Linked DNA regions of Gossypium hirsutum: region 2 is linked to region 1. A link is a contact called in public Hi-C data. All regions are on one chromosome and are shown on one strand. The core of a region is the stretch at or near the end of the contact, and the rest is flanking DNA. Distances in the headings are between cores, read along the strand shown.

Region 1 (6,384 bases), core at 1,933-4,432:
ACCCTTAAACCATTTTACAAAAACCCTAAAACCTAAACACAAAATTATTTTTAAAAAATCCTAAACCCTAATTTAACTAATTTTTTTTAAAAAAAATTCTAAACCCTAATTTAATTAATTTACTTAAAAACCCTAAAACCTAAATTAATTAATTTTTTTTAAAAAATTCTAAACCCTAATGTATTTTTTAAAATCCTTAAACCCTAAACAAATAAATTCTTAAATTATTTTAACAAAACCGTAACCCTAAACTACTAAAACTCTAAAACCATAAACTTTAGGTACTAAACATGCAAATAACCCTAACCTTAAAAACACGGGCTCCCTAAAGAACGCATTTGGCTGATTTCCCCTTAAAATGCTTCAAAGTGGACACGTTTTAGCATTTTTGGTCAATTCTAGTAAATAATAAATAAAGTGACCCATTTTCGTAAATAAAATAAGAAATGGGCCTTTCTTGGTAAAATAGCCAATTTATTTACCCATCCAACCCATTTAGTACAAGGAAATTGACAAGTCTATAAATACCCCGCCTATTTCTCTTTTCTTCTTTCTCAAAATCAATAAAATTTCCATCTCAATTGTTTTTTAATTTTGTAATTTTTTATAAAAAATATTTTTAAGATTTTGTGAAACTAATTATTATTTTGTGATTATTTGAACCATGAAAAGATTAAATTATTCGTATTCAACATAATTTAAAATTCTTAAAGGCCAATGAATATAGTGTAGATTGCTTGAAGATTATTGACTTATATGTGACATTTGCGATAATAAAGTTTAATATGATACTAGAGTTGTTTGCCGCCTTACTGGAAAGATATATACAAACTCACTGAACTTTAGACTCATTGATGTCACGGTATCTTTAAAAAATTAAACGTAAGGTATCCTTCAAAAAAACCTATTTTAAAAATTAACTTGTATACACGTATATATATATTTTGATGAAATATAAGAAGAGGACAAAGCCTTAGCAACAATACGATTAACGCGACTTGATCTCAGGCCACATCTAGGACGGTGAACACCCTACCTATGAGGCCAACTAAATAATAAATGCAATAAGAAAAGATTATATTTAACATTAAATTTAGTAGCTTAAACAATTCTAAATTTATTGCTAAACATATTTATGATATAGTTAAAACGGTGGTTAGCAATTTTGTCCGAATACACTAAAATATTTACTAATTTGATTATTAATGGATATTGTTTAAAACGTAAATCACTACATAGCTTGGTTCTAGTTGCACTGGTCATAAGGTGAGTCGTAGCCCCTAGGGTCTCTGTTTCCGTTTCTGTGAGCTTTTTCAAAAACCCAATGGGGATAGGTACTTCTATTGCTAAATTAAACTGCAACTATCTCTATCTCTATGTTTGCAGTTATTGAATTCAAGTATTTTTCTCAGGTAAATACCTCCTAACCAGAAGAGGGAGAAGAGCAAGTTCCTCTGTTGAGAAGAAGCTGTGAGATATGATCATAACCCATAATTTTAGCCATGTATAGAGGAGAGATCCCAGTTTTGGTCTTAGCATTTGCATTGGCTCCATTATCAATCAATGCTTGAACCACCTCTACATCCCCACCTTCCACGGCCATATGCAAAGCGGTGTGGCCCTCATTGTCCTGGCGTTCTAAGTCCAATCCCATTTCTACAAGCACCAACACCACATCCTTGTGGCCTTTTATGGCCGCTATATGCAGCGGTGTCAAGCCGTATTGGTCTTGGAAATTCATGGAACCACCATTTTGTAAAAGGGCTTGCAGCCGCCTCTTGTCTCCATATCTTGCCGCCATCAACACTTCCTTTCCACGTTCCATAATCTCCACCATCTCATCCTGCCATCATCAATAACAACTCACTTTTCCACTAAAAAGCTTCCATTGAATTTTCAAGGTGCCCAGACGTTAAGATACTTGATTATTAGTATATTTTATAAAAATGTTTTGTTAATGCTAAAAATATAACAATTTCGATATAGAATCATAAATGCAAAATTAATTATTTTCAAAGGTGTTAATTACAAATGATTAGCGTTATAAAAGAATATTTCCTTCCATGAAACTATATTTTTTATATTCCCAAGTTTTTGATCGAGAAATGGAATTCCCTGCCAAATTTGAAAAACCAAAACTACTTACATGCCCCTTATCACGAGCATTATCAAGAGCTGAATGGCCACGATCGTCGCAAATTGTGGGGTCCGCATCCAATTGTATCAACATTTCAATCATCCTACGGTTCCCATTAGCTACAGCTCTGTGAAGTGCAGTCCTCCCATCATTGCTCTTTGCATTCTTCTCCGCACCCGATTCTAACAACATCTTAGCACACTCGATATTTCCCTTAGTCGCCGCCAAAAGCAATGGCGTTCTGCCTTCTTTGTCTCTCCCATCCAACGTCTCCCGTCTCCCCTTCCTTAACAACGTCTCAAGGTCAGCCGTCCGATCGAGTGCTACTGCCACGTGTAACTCATTCCATCCTTTAGATTCCCACCGTGGGTCCACCTGATAAAATCCCACATTGCTGTTATTTGCATCTTCTTCTTGATCCTCACGCGAGCCTGTCCTTAAACCCGCTTCAAGCAGCAAATTCACCATGTTCTCCGAATTGTTATCCAACTGAGTCGCGACTCGGAGGAGTGACTCAGCTTCTTTCGTAGATAAATCATACAAAACCAATTTCTGCCGCTTGATAATGTTCTTCACTGCCTCAAAGTCCCCGCGGCTAACAGCTTGTTGGAGAAGAAACGGCCCAACAAAGGCGACCTTGAGCTTGATGTCCTGAGTGGGTCGAGTTGATAGCCAAGAAATTACCGAGCCGGACTGATTTGAGCCATAAGAGTCGAGGTCGAAAGGGGCAGTTCTGATGAGGAAACGATCGGAATGAGAGCGAGGAAAAGTGGGGGGGATGTGGTCTTGGGGTTTAAGGATGATTTGGAGGGCAATATGGGAAGAAGGAGGAACGAGTCCACTGGGGGGATTAACAAGGAATTTATGAGGTGAAGAAGTCTGGACTTTGAAAGCAACTGGGGAAGAAGGGCAAAGGGATCTTAAAACAAGGTTAGAACGGCATTTGGTGTTGAGAATGAAGTTTATGCGTACTTCTGCCTCTGAAATTTCAACGAAATTTTCCATTGCAGATGAAGTTTATATATGTTATTGCGAATAACTAACCAAGGTGTAATTTAGCGGTGAAGGAACAGAGATATAGCAGTTGAAATTAAGGGAAGTGTCGACTGAGAATTGTTTAGCTTGCATGTGATCTTTGTTTGGGGACGATATTTGTTGTCGTCTGACGCTTAGTTCCCACCTAAGCTTGCATGTGATCTTCGACAAAATGAGTCGTCCTTATCAAATATATTTTTAATATCTTTTAGAAAAGAGAAGTTTATATCAGACAAAGAAATAGAAATTGCTTTTAAATAATAAAATTGTGCCAATCAATGCTAAACCATTGTATCAGTATTTTTTTAAAAAAAAAAAAAGATAAGATGAGCTTGAGGAATTTTATATCAAGTAAAAACAAATAAATTGTGAGGGAGACAGCACAACCATATTCATATTTAAAAAAAAATAATAATAATATGTAGATATTTTTTTATTCCTTCAAAGATATAGAACAAAATGTCCAAATCCCTCTATTGGATGACCTTTTCTATACGATTTACACCAAATATTAGAAAAAAAAATGAGAGGTAAATGTCAAAAGTCTAATCCTTCTTCCTTGCAAATCGAAGAATAAAGTGGGAGTTGAAGTACCTTGGTCCGTGTTCCTTGCATTTAGTATTTGGGACGCCAAAACCCCTTCTTCCCAACAAGAAATTGGCCTTCATAAAGGCGTGTCGACCACTGTAGTGATCGCAGTACTGGATTCAGCTTCTGAATGGTTTCCATGGTGTCTTGAAGTAACAGATATCCACCAGGTCTCAGTATGCGATCCATTTCCACAGCTACATCTATAATGTTACATCTGACAGACAGGTTCAAAATCTCGCATCACCATTCTACATTATTCACTCTTTTTCAAGTACAAATCAGAGCAATAGATCATTACTTATATACCTCTCTTGACGGTTTTTGAAGAGAAAACTGGAATGCAGCAGATCATATGTTCGAGGGTACGTACTCAATGACTCGCACCAGTCATGATAGATTCCGATCAAGCCCCTTTCGAAAATAATGGACAAGGTATCTTGTGCATCAATTGGTACAACATTCATCACCCAGAGAGGAAGCTCATTAAGTGCCGCCGCAAACCTGTAAAACCACAATGCCTATGGTGTTGTAAGATTTCTTTATGACAGAAACCTGTAAAAACATAGTTCTATTTCTTACCCTCCATAACCAGCATTCATATCCATCACATTTCTTAAACTAGCCCAGTTTATAGCTAGAGCATCAAAATAGACATCAGATACAAGTGCAGCCCAATGTTTGGTGTCCTCATTGAATATAGCTTGGGCATCTGCTTCAGCTGGAAGGCTTTGAGGCTTATTCCTAAGCCTGTGGGGCCATGGTGAGGGCCAGCCAAGCAAATTACCGTTGCTATCAACTGGAAGTCTGGAAGTACAATGCCTAAGAGGCTTGTACCTGTCATTGTGAATTAGAAATCTCAAGAAGCAATTTCAACATAATTAGAAGGTAGCATCTTTTATGCCAACATTATTTTAGGACAGAACACTCTGTCTACACATAACAAGTGGCACACAGAGCTGTGAACATGTTGAAGCATGCCTTTCGAGTGTAAGCAATGTAATAATATTATATATTAGATCATAAAAGATTACCATGAGACTTCCTTCTTAGTTTTCTGATCACATAATGGTGGACGTTTTGTTCTGTCGTGTGCATAACAGGAATATGAGGAAGGCTTTTGATATATTACAAGCCCAATTTCAGTTGAATCAAAATTGTCACGTTTAGCCACAACCTTCCAGCAGATTGATTGTGTCAAAGCCACCATAGCTGTAATATATACAGAATACCAGAACAACATGGCACATTCAGATTCCACTAACAAAACGGTGAAAACAAACAAGAGAGGAAAGGCCAGGGAGTTGTATCCTCACACTTCCAAACATAACGATCTCTCTCATCGTTTCGATAAACTGGTGTAGCAGACCATACAAAGAATCCCCCAGGCCTCAGAATCCTGTTCAGCTCCAATAATGGTTTCCCACCTGCTTTTTGCATTTAAGTCTCAACAATTACATCATAAGATAGAAAAAGGAAAACTGTAACAATGAAACTAAACATAATAACATGGTACCATCCTCTTCCCAATGAACTCTGCATCGTGCACAATGTATCAAGTCATATGCATCGTCTGGAAATGTCAACTTTTTTGAACCGATGACAGAAAGTGTAGCTGGAATTCCCCTCTCTAAAGCAAACTGTATCTGAGCTTCATGTTCATCCTTGGGGGCAAATGACATGGTAACCACATCTCTGTCCAGCAAATAACCACCAAAGCTAGCAACGCCACACCCAACATCTAAAACAACCCTAATGTGCTCTCCCCATTTAATGGCCGGTACTGTCTACAGAAAACCAAAAAATGAACTAATAAGAAGGTATTTATGGAGTTGCAGTCTTCAATCAAGTTCAGACCAAAACAGATGAACAAATGAGTAGTGAAGTGTTAATATGCAAAAGCATAGGAAAACTAGATTTGATACCTCTGTAATGAAATCAATATAGGCAGTAACCCCATTCTTAAATTGAGTACCACCTCCAGGGAAAACAAAATAATCATCGGATTTACGCACCCAATTCTGTTCTTTCTTGTATTCTACAAGCTTAGGATGAGGAACGTTGCTATACCAAATCTGTGGACGTGTAAGAAAAGTCGTATCACCAATATATTTAGTGAGTAAAAGCAAGCTTAAATTCACTCAAATTTTCAAAAAAAGGAAAAAAGAAAAATTAAGATTACTATCATAAAAACCCAACTTTACATGTCATTTAGCTCTTAGAAACTTACACAAATGAATCAACCATTCAAGAGCTGATATTTATTAAATAAATAAATTCCCATAAAAGAAAGTGTTTAACTTTCATTTTTGTAGAAAGAAAGTCACGTATCTTTTATCGACAACTTTATTAACATATTACAACATGATATGAAATCATAGAATTTTCGTTTTTCAGTTTAATAAATCACTCGGAATTCAAATTTTAGGAATAATTAAACCTAATATCAGACTTTTAAAATGATTTAGAGTCAGTGATTGAAAATCTAATAATAACAACCAATTAAAACAGATCCAGGAAAAAAAAAAACAAAATCTTACCAAAAATAAAAAGTAGCAGTATCAAGCAAACTCAAGCTCACCATGTCCCTGCTCTGAGGCCATTGAACTGGAACCTTATAACCT
Region 2 (6,348 bases), core at 2,212-4,711, 500 kb after region 1:
TACATGCCTGCTAATTTTGAAAGACATACGAAAAGAACAAAGAATATAACATGGTTGCAACCTGATCAAAATTTGAGTAGAATGGCAATACTTTAGGATAATTTTGTACAATTCCCCATGATTTCTCAACTAGAGCCCACCAACTGCAAAAGCCAAGTATTAGTGGTGAAGCTCTTTGAAAAGACTCAAATGAGAAAAGAATTGTACAAATTATGACATAATGTGATCACACCACCATTCACAAATTAAGAATAAATACACAAGCAAATATTTAAGTGCATGTATATATTTACATATACAAACTGCATACATGCAGTAAAGAAACTAAGAATACCAAACCGTATACAAGTCGGAAACACATACAGAGCAACACTCTTTAAAAACCAGACTAGGGCATTGCTTTAATTCATGAAGTGGAATATCAACAAGAAATTCTCGAAACTAAAGAGTATAGATCAGAGCATCATTGAAAGGGAAGAGTAGACATATTAACAAATCAGCACTCTATAACAAATAATTATCGACCGGAAGATGTGCAATACCGATTTTGAGCAGTCTGAAAATCAGGGGGTTGTTTTGTTTCATAAACCCATCCAGGAGCAAATACGGCAGCTGAGACATCATCCTTCTTTATCACATCAAGTGCAACATTTGTCTGTTATGGAAAGAATTGTTAGGGATTCAGTCAGTAAAATTGAAAGACAATTAACGCATGAAACTAGAAATACTAACTGGTTGAACTTGAACTGCAGCATGGATTTGATAAAGTCTATGAACTCTCAGGTTGAATGCATTTCTAACAAGCAAAGAGCTCATATTACAGTTGGTCTTGTGATATAACAAAGATGATGATCAGAAAGAATTCACTTTCCTTGTAAATTATTGAAAAATGTAAAGCATACAAGTCAATCAGAAATACAAACAAAACAGGGCAATGGATCTAGCCACCAAACTGCCATGGAAATTCAGAGAGAAAGAAGATGAAAGCATCACCAATTAGATGCATTAGTTCAGGCACTGATCATAAAGCGGGTCAAAACTCAATACCATGTTTTATTTTCTGTTTGTTTATTGTTACATATGATACAATATAAAACCACTAAGATTGCCCAGAAAAGCAAAGAAAATGTAAGAAGGTATCAACTGTTGATGAAATCACAACCCAACCAAATTTGTGCATCAGCTCCCAACCCTAATCAAGTATGATTAATAAGTGTATAACACTACAGGCTCTCATTTTTTGTTTTTTTTTTTTTTTTGAGAATTTCCCAATCAGCACATTAATAATTGTATCTAAGATCCATATGCAGCTGCAATGATAGTAATGAACATCTAGTTTCTGAAATATTGATATGAGATCAACATCTTTATGAATAAAACGTCATCAAAATTAGAAATGCTAATCATAAATGTTAAGATTGTGAGCTTCCAAATTGACTTTTGAAACCAATCAAAAAGCCAAATTAAGGATATATATATATGAAAGAAACACTATTGTAAGGTTTGTAAGGAACATACAGTCCATTGGCCACCACCAAATGTTCCCCTTCCAAATACATCTATCCCCAAATAGACATCAAACTTTCTATCACCAGCAACTCTTGCTGAAAGCTTAGGGTAGGCCTCCTGCAAGATATACAAAAGGTTTTACATGCAACAAAAAGATGAAATTAAGGTTAATATGGATGGTAAAGTTAAAGGAAATACCTTCCATGTATAGTTAATGAAGATTCCATCACTAATATCAAAGAAAGGTTTATTCTTTTCATTCAGTTGGTTTTGCCAGCTAAGTTCTCCATCAATTGTCACACTGTCATACCTGTGTCAACAACAAGTTTAATCAGATAAAATTTTAATACACTTCAAAAAATGTTGCATAATTAAATCACGGCTTCTCCTTTTCACAAACCATATAACCAAAGATCCAGGAAGGGAGGAGTGCATAGTCTGAGTTAAATGGCTAACAAATTCTTTCAGATTAGGAATTTGGCCGATGTCCACTTTAACCTCCAAATTGAGCTGCAAGGAAGCTTTCCTTGGTTAATGACAGCCAATATATGAAGATCCCATATATTAGAGTGACATAAGGAAGAACTCTTATTTATATGATCTAACTGCTATGCTTCCTCCAAAATAGAATCAAACATTCTCTTAATTTCATCTTTCCTTGCCCTAAAAACTTAGTATCTTTGTATGTAACATGGTGCATGTGTGTATGTGCTGAGCTTTTTGATTGTTGTGTAGCATATACCAGCCATCCATCAAAGCCTAAAGCAACAGCGAGCTCTGCCAAGCGTTCAGCATACTTGTGAGCAGACTCTTTAGTGGAAAGCAGCTTCTTGCAAATAGCTGCGCCTTCATCCCATTCTGTGATAAATGTCCCCAATACCTTAGATTCCACAGACACAGACAAAAAACATATATAAAGCTTCCTTTAGTCTCTAAAACACCATAATCCAAAGAAAACGAAACAAGCTTTCAAAACACGCTGGATCACCATAACACATGAGCTACACCGGAAAAGGTCAGAAACCATTTCTTGATTGAGCAGAAAGAAAAAGATTGTGCTTTTCTATAGATCATTAAAATTTATCGCAATTGTTAATGCAACTTAAGCAAACTGTTCATAAGAAAGCAATTATAGTTAACTAGAACTCTTTTTAAGGCCCAGTGGAGATAAGGAACCTTTCTTTTAGCCTAAACCCATTTCCTTACTTAAGCAAAATATATATTTAGAAAGAAAAACCATAAATTCATACATCGCCTGGCTTTATCAATTGAGTCAGCTAAACCCACCATTATTCCACTTGAAATAAGCCGAATTAAACACTTTTCAATCAGGAAAAAAAAATGAGGGAACTGACCTTAACTCCATGCCTATGAGCAGTATTGGTCCAACAAGGAGGAGGCAGGGTGACCAAATTATGAGAAAAATAAACAAAAACATCGATCAAATACCAGTGCCAGATGGCGTAAGCGCCGGAATTATGGCCACCCTGGATCCACTTATCATCGACGTAGCCACCTTGCATGTCATGGCAAACCAAAAGCCTGGGCCTTGGAGGCAAAGCTGAATTGGGGGATGGAGAGGAACAGTGGATTTATTAAAAGGGTAGTGAAAAGAAGTAAAGTAAGAAGCGGAGTCAAGGTCTTCAAGGGAGTTGATGGGGTAAGAGATGGGAATGGAGGGCTTTGATGGGTCGAAGGGTGGTGGTGGGGGATCGGAGTTGTGGTCATCGGATTGATTGGGCATGATTTTTGCGATGAGATTGGTGATGGGTTTGAGGATTGAAGTGAAGAAATTGTGGAGATATAAGAGAGTTCTACGGGTTTTAAAGAGACGGAGAAAATAGAGGAGGCGAAGCATTGACTTGGGTGAACATGTGATGTGAGTTTGAAAGCTAAATTTCAAGGTGCCTTCATGTTAGTTTGTTTGTTTGACCATAGGAAATAAAGCATCGGAATTTAAAGGTAGACAGCTGCTGCCTTTTATAGCACATTGATTGGTTGCCTTCTTCGAAACACATGTTGGGATTGGATGATGGGGCATGGTCCCTGCATGCATTCAGATATTAGCAGATCAAGTATACGATTGTTTTTCATGCACCTAATAATTGAAGATGCAACAATGAGATGTGATGTTCATATATGCCCCTTTCTTTTTTGTGAGCGAGAGTCCACCTCGCAATGCTCACAGTTCAGCAAAACTGTGACCAATGGATCTCTGAGATCCAACAATCCAACCTTCATTATGCCCCTGCTGCTCCGGGGTTTAACGTTTTTGTCACTAATGTTGATATGCCTTCCTTTTCAAAAAACAAATATGGATGTGTTGTCTTACAATCTCATAAAATTGAAGGCATATCACACAAATAAGAAAACAGGGAGGCTAAAGAGTATTGTCTCGTGAACCTCAATGGCATGTCTTAAGACATACTAATATTGAAACAAAAGTTATTAAAAATAAAATTAGATCTGTCTCAAAACATGAATTTCCTATTTTGAGAAATAATGTTGAAATTTTATGAAAAGAGTTGGGATTTAAATCCTAATCTCGCATTACGCTTTGCTTAACCCCTAATTAATTAGATTATAATTAATATGTATTTATATGATTTTATCATATTGTATATTGAGCACGTTTGATATGAGTTACTTCAGAAACATAATATGATGTCATACAGAATCGGATGTAGATGTCAACTTTAGTGTCTATCCGCTATAGGCACTACCAATGATAAATCTATGTACTACAATTATAAATCCATGTTCCATATATAACTTCGACTGGTTTTAGGCTAAATTTAACTAGTATTTTTTTATTAAAATAAAACTGTGACATTTTTCTAAAAAATTACTTGGCATCTTCAATTTTGACTAATGATTAAACTCGCGGCAAAGAGGTACTTAGGTAGGTAAAAGTAAAACTCTTTCTGCTTCTATTTTTTTAATCGCTAACACTCTAAAATCAAATGTATAAATCTGGTTCCCCTAACATACACATTACAATAGTTGTAGTGACTGAATCAACAAAATCAAATGTGAAATAAAGAAATTCAGAGATTGGAACAATTATATAAATTCAGACATATCAATATGCTGCGCGTCTACTTTCCATCACTTGAACACCAAAACTCTACTTTCCAAAATCCATTGTTAAAAGAGCTGTAGAGAATTGGTCTTCTAGAAAAAGTAACGGCCGTACGCCTCAAGCTCTTCCTTCAGAAAGGGAAAGGGCAAGTCAAACCCTGCAAAACTACATACTTGAAAGTTCAAACTAAATCTTCAGTTCCTGTCAACTTTGCAAACTCAGTTTCATCAATAGCCCCCTTTTTTAGTTTCTTCAATAGCCGATATTCCCGGGTCAATTCCTCTTCATCTTCAATGGTTTGGGCAGCACGTCTCTGTTTAGCAGTTTTCTTCTTCATGACAGGGGCGGCAGCGTATGTGGCCCTTTCGGGTTTCTCAGGTTTTGATTCTTGTTGCTCTCGTTCTTTCTTTGTTTGTAAATTTTTCTTCCTCTGTTTCTCACGAGATTTATCCCTATATAATTACCATAATTAGCAACTAGAAGATACATTAGATGCGCCAGGTATTGGTGAAGATAAAAAGGTTGGTCTTTAAAGGCCATAAGTAAAATGTTAATTGCTCAATTGAAGCTTAATTCAGGTGGCTCATGCAGCCACCCTGAGAAGTGGCATTAAGCAGGTCTAAGTTTCAAAACCTACCATCTTACATTCCTTCCCTTATCACAAACTGTGGCATCCTTTATAAGAAAAAGTTAACAGCTGAATCATTCTTAACATGGTTATCATATTTGTCCTCCAATAGGATTCCAGGAAAAAAAGTTACAATTGAGATTCAGTTGGGATTTCTACCAAAAAAGGAATCAAATAAAGAAGCATAGATACTTAAGAAATTTCATTCACACTAATTCCAGTCAAACCAGTTAATCTGTTCAACAAGGCATAGTTGAGATTCTGAAGAGGTCTTACTTAAACTTGATATCGTCCATATTGATGTTCTCAACTGGAGTGAAACCCTCAGTGGAAAGCGAATGGTGCTTTACCTCAGGCATAGAAGGGAGCTGCAATAGACCATATCCTGTGCCTAACTTGCCAATTTCAAGTTCTTTCCATCTGTCAGATAACAATATTAATTTACACAGAGAGAGTAGAAGACAGGCGGCAGCAAATTAGAGAAAAGGCAAATCAAAGTTAGAACCTGAAAATATAAGAGCATTGATGCTCTTTGTAGGCACGAATAAAGGAAACAAATGCTCTAAGCCCTTTCTCCATCACATCACGGTCTTTCAATGCAGCAGACCGTATCTGAAGCAAGTTTAAGAAAGAAAATTGATAAAGAAATGATAATACAGTTATTGTAGCAAAGATGTTATCAAAATACAAATTTTCTTTACCTGAGGAACAACATCAACAACATCATCTATGCATTTCCTTTCTTGAAGAGGAACCCTTCTTATGCGCAAAAATTCTATATAAGCTTCCTCCTAGAAAAATGCCTCAAATTCGATCAAACCATTAAAATGGTGGAAATAAACACAGTGATCTACATTAAAATTCCAAATCAGAAATTAAAACTTTCTGTATAAGCTTCCTCCTAGAAAAATGCCTCAAATTTGATCAAACCATTAAAATGGTGGAAATAAACACAGTGATCTACATTAAAATTCCAGATCAGAAATTAAAACTACAAAAACCACACACTCAAACAAGGAAAGATCGCATATAATGCACCTTAGGTAATAGGAAAACAATGGCACTTCCTTGTCTACCCAAACGGCAGTTCTCCCAACTCTGTGAACAAATACATTTGGATCTTGAGGGG

Evidence for each region. Hi-C and Micro-C count contacts between places; a contact is called where the count stands out from the background.
Region 2: a Hi-C map of leaf shows a contact between it and region 1, with 3 times the contacts expected there. The contact joins the promoter of LOC107957163 here to the promoter of LOC107960068 in region 1. A contact is called at or near these places in 4 of 34 Hi-C or Micro-C datasets (hypocotyl, leaf and petal).

What each region holds. Positions count from the first base shown.
Region 1 is chrA05:80,379,254-80,385,637 of Gossypium_hirsutum_v2.1, forward strand. It overlaps LOC107960068 (protein VAPYRIN), which reads right to left and starts at 3,183. Exons shown (of 2, transcript XM_016896274.2): 1 at 2,147-3,183; 2 at 1,175-1,843. The coding sequence starts at 3,142. The coding sequence ends at 1,424. It overlaps LOC107960067 (probable methyltransferase PMT22), which reads right to left. Exons shown (of 8, transcript XM_016896272.2): 1 at 6,342-6,384; 2 at 5,686-5,835; 3 at 5,277-5,547; 4 at 5,077-5,187; 5 at 4,795-4,972; 6 at 4,343-4,597; 7 at 4,070-4,264; 8 at 2,308-3,977. The coding sequence ends at 3,788. LOC121229139 (a long non-coding RNA gene) reads left to right here and starts at 3,777. Exons shown (of 2, transcript XR_005926731.1): 1 at 3,777-4,750; 2 at 4,864-5,447.
Region 2 is chrA05:80,877,983-80,884,330 of Gossypium_hirsutum_v2.1, forward strand. It overlaps LOC107957163 (cytosolic endo-beta-N-acetylglucosaminidase 1), which reads right to left and starts at 3,462. Exons shown (of 12, transcript XM_016892606.2): 1 at 3,076-3,462; 2 at 2,865-3,073; 3 at 2,252-2,389; 4 at 1,910-2,019; 5 at 1,708-1,819; 6 at 1,519-1,626; 7 at 543-655; 8 at 62-143. The coding sequence starts at 3,367. It also overlaps the pseudogene LOC107957164.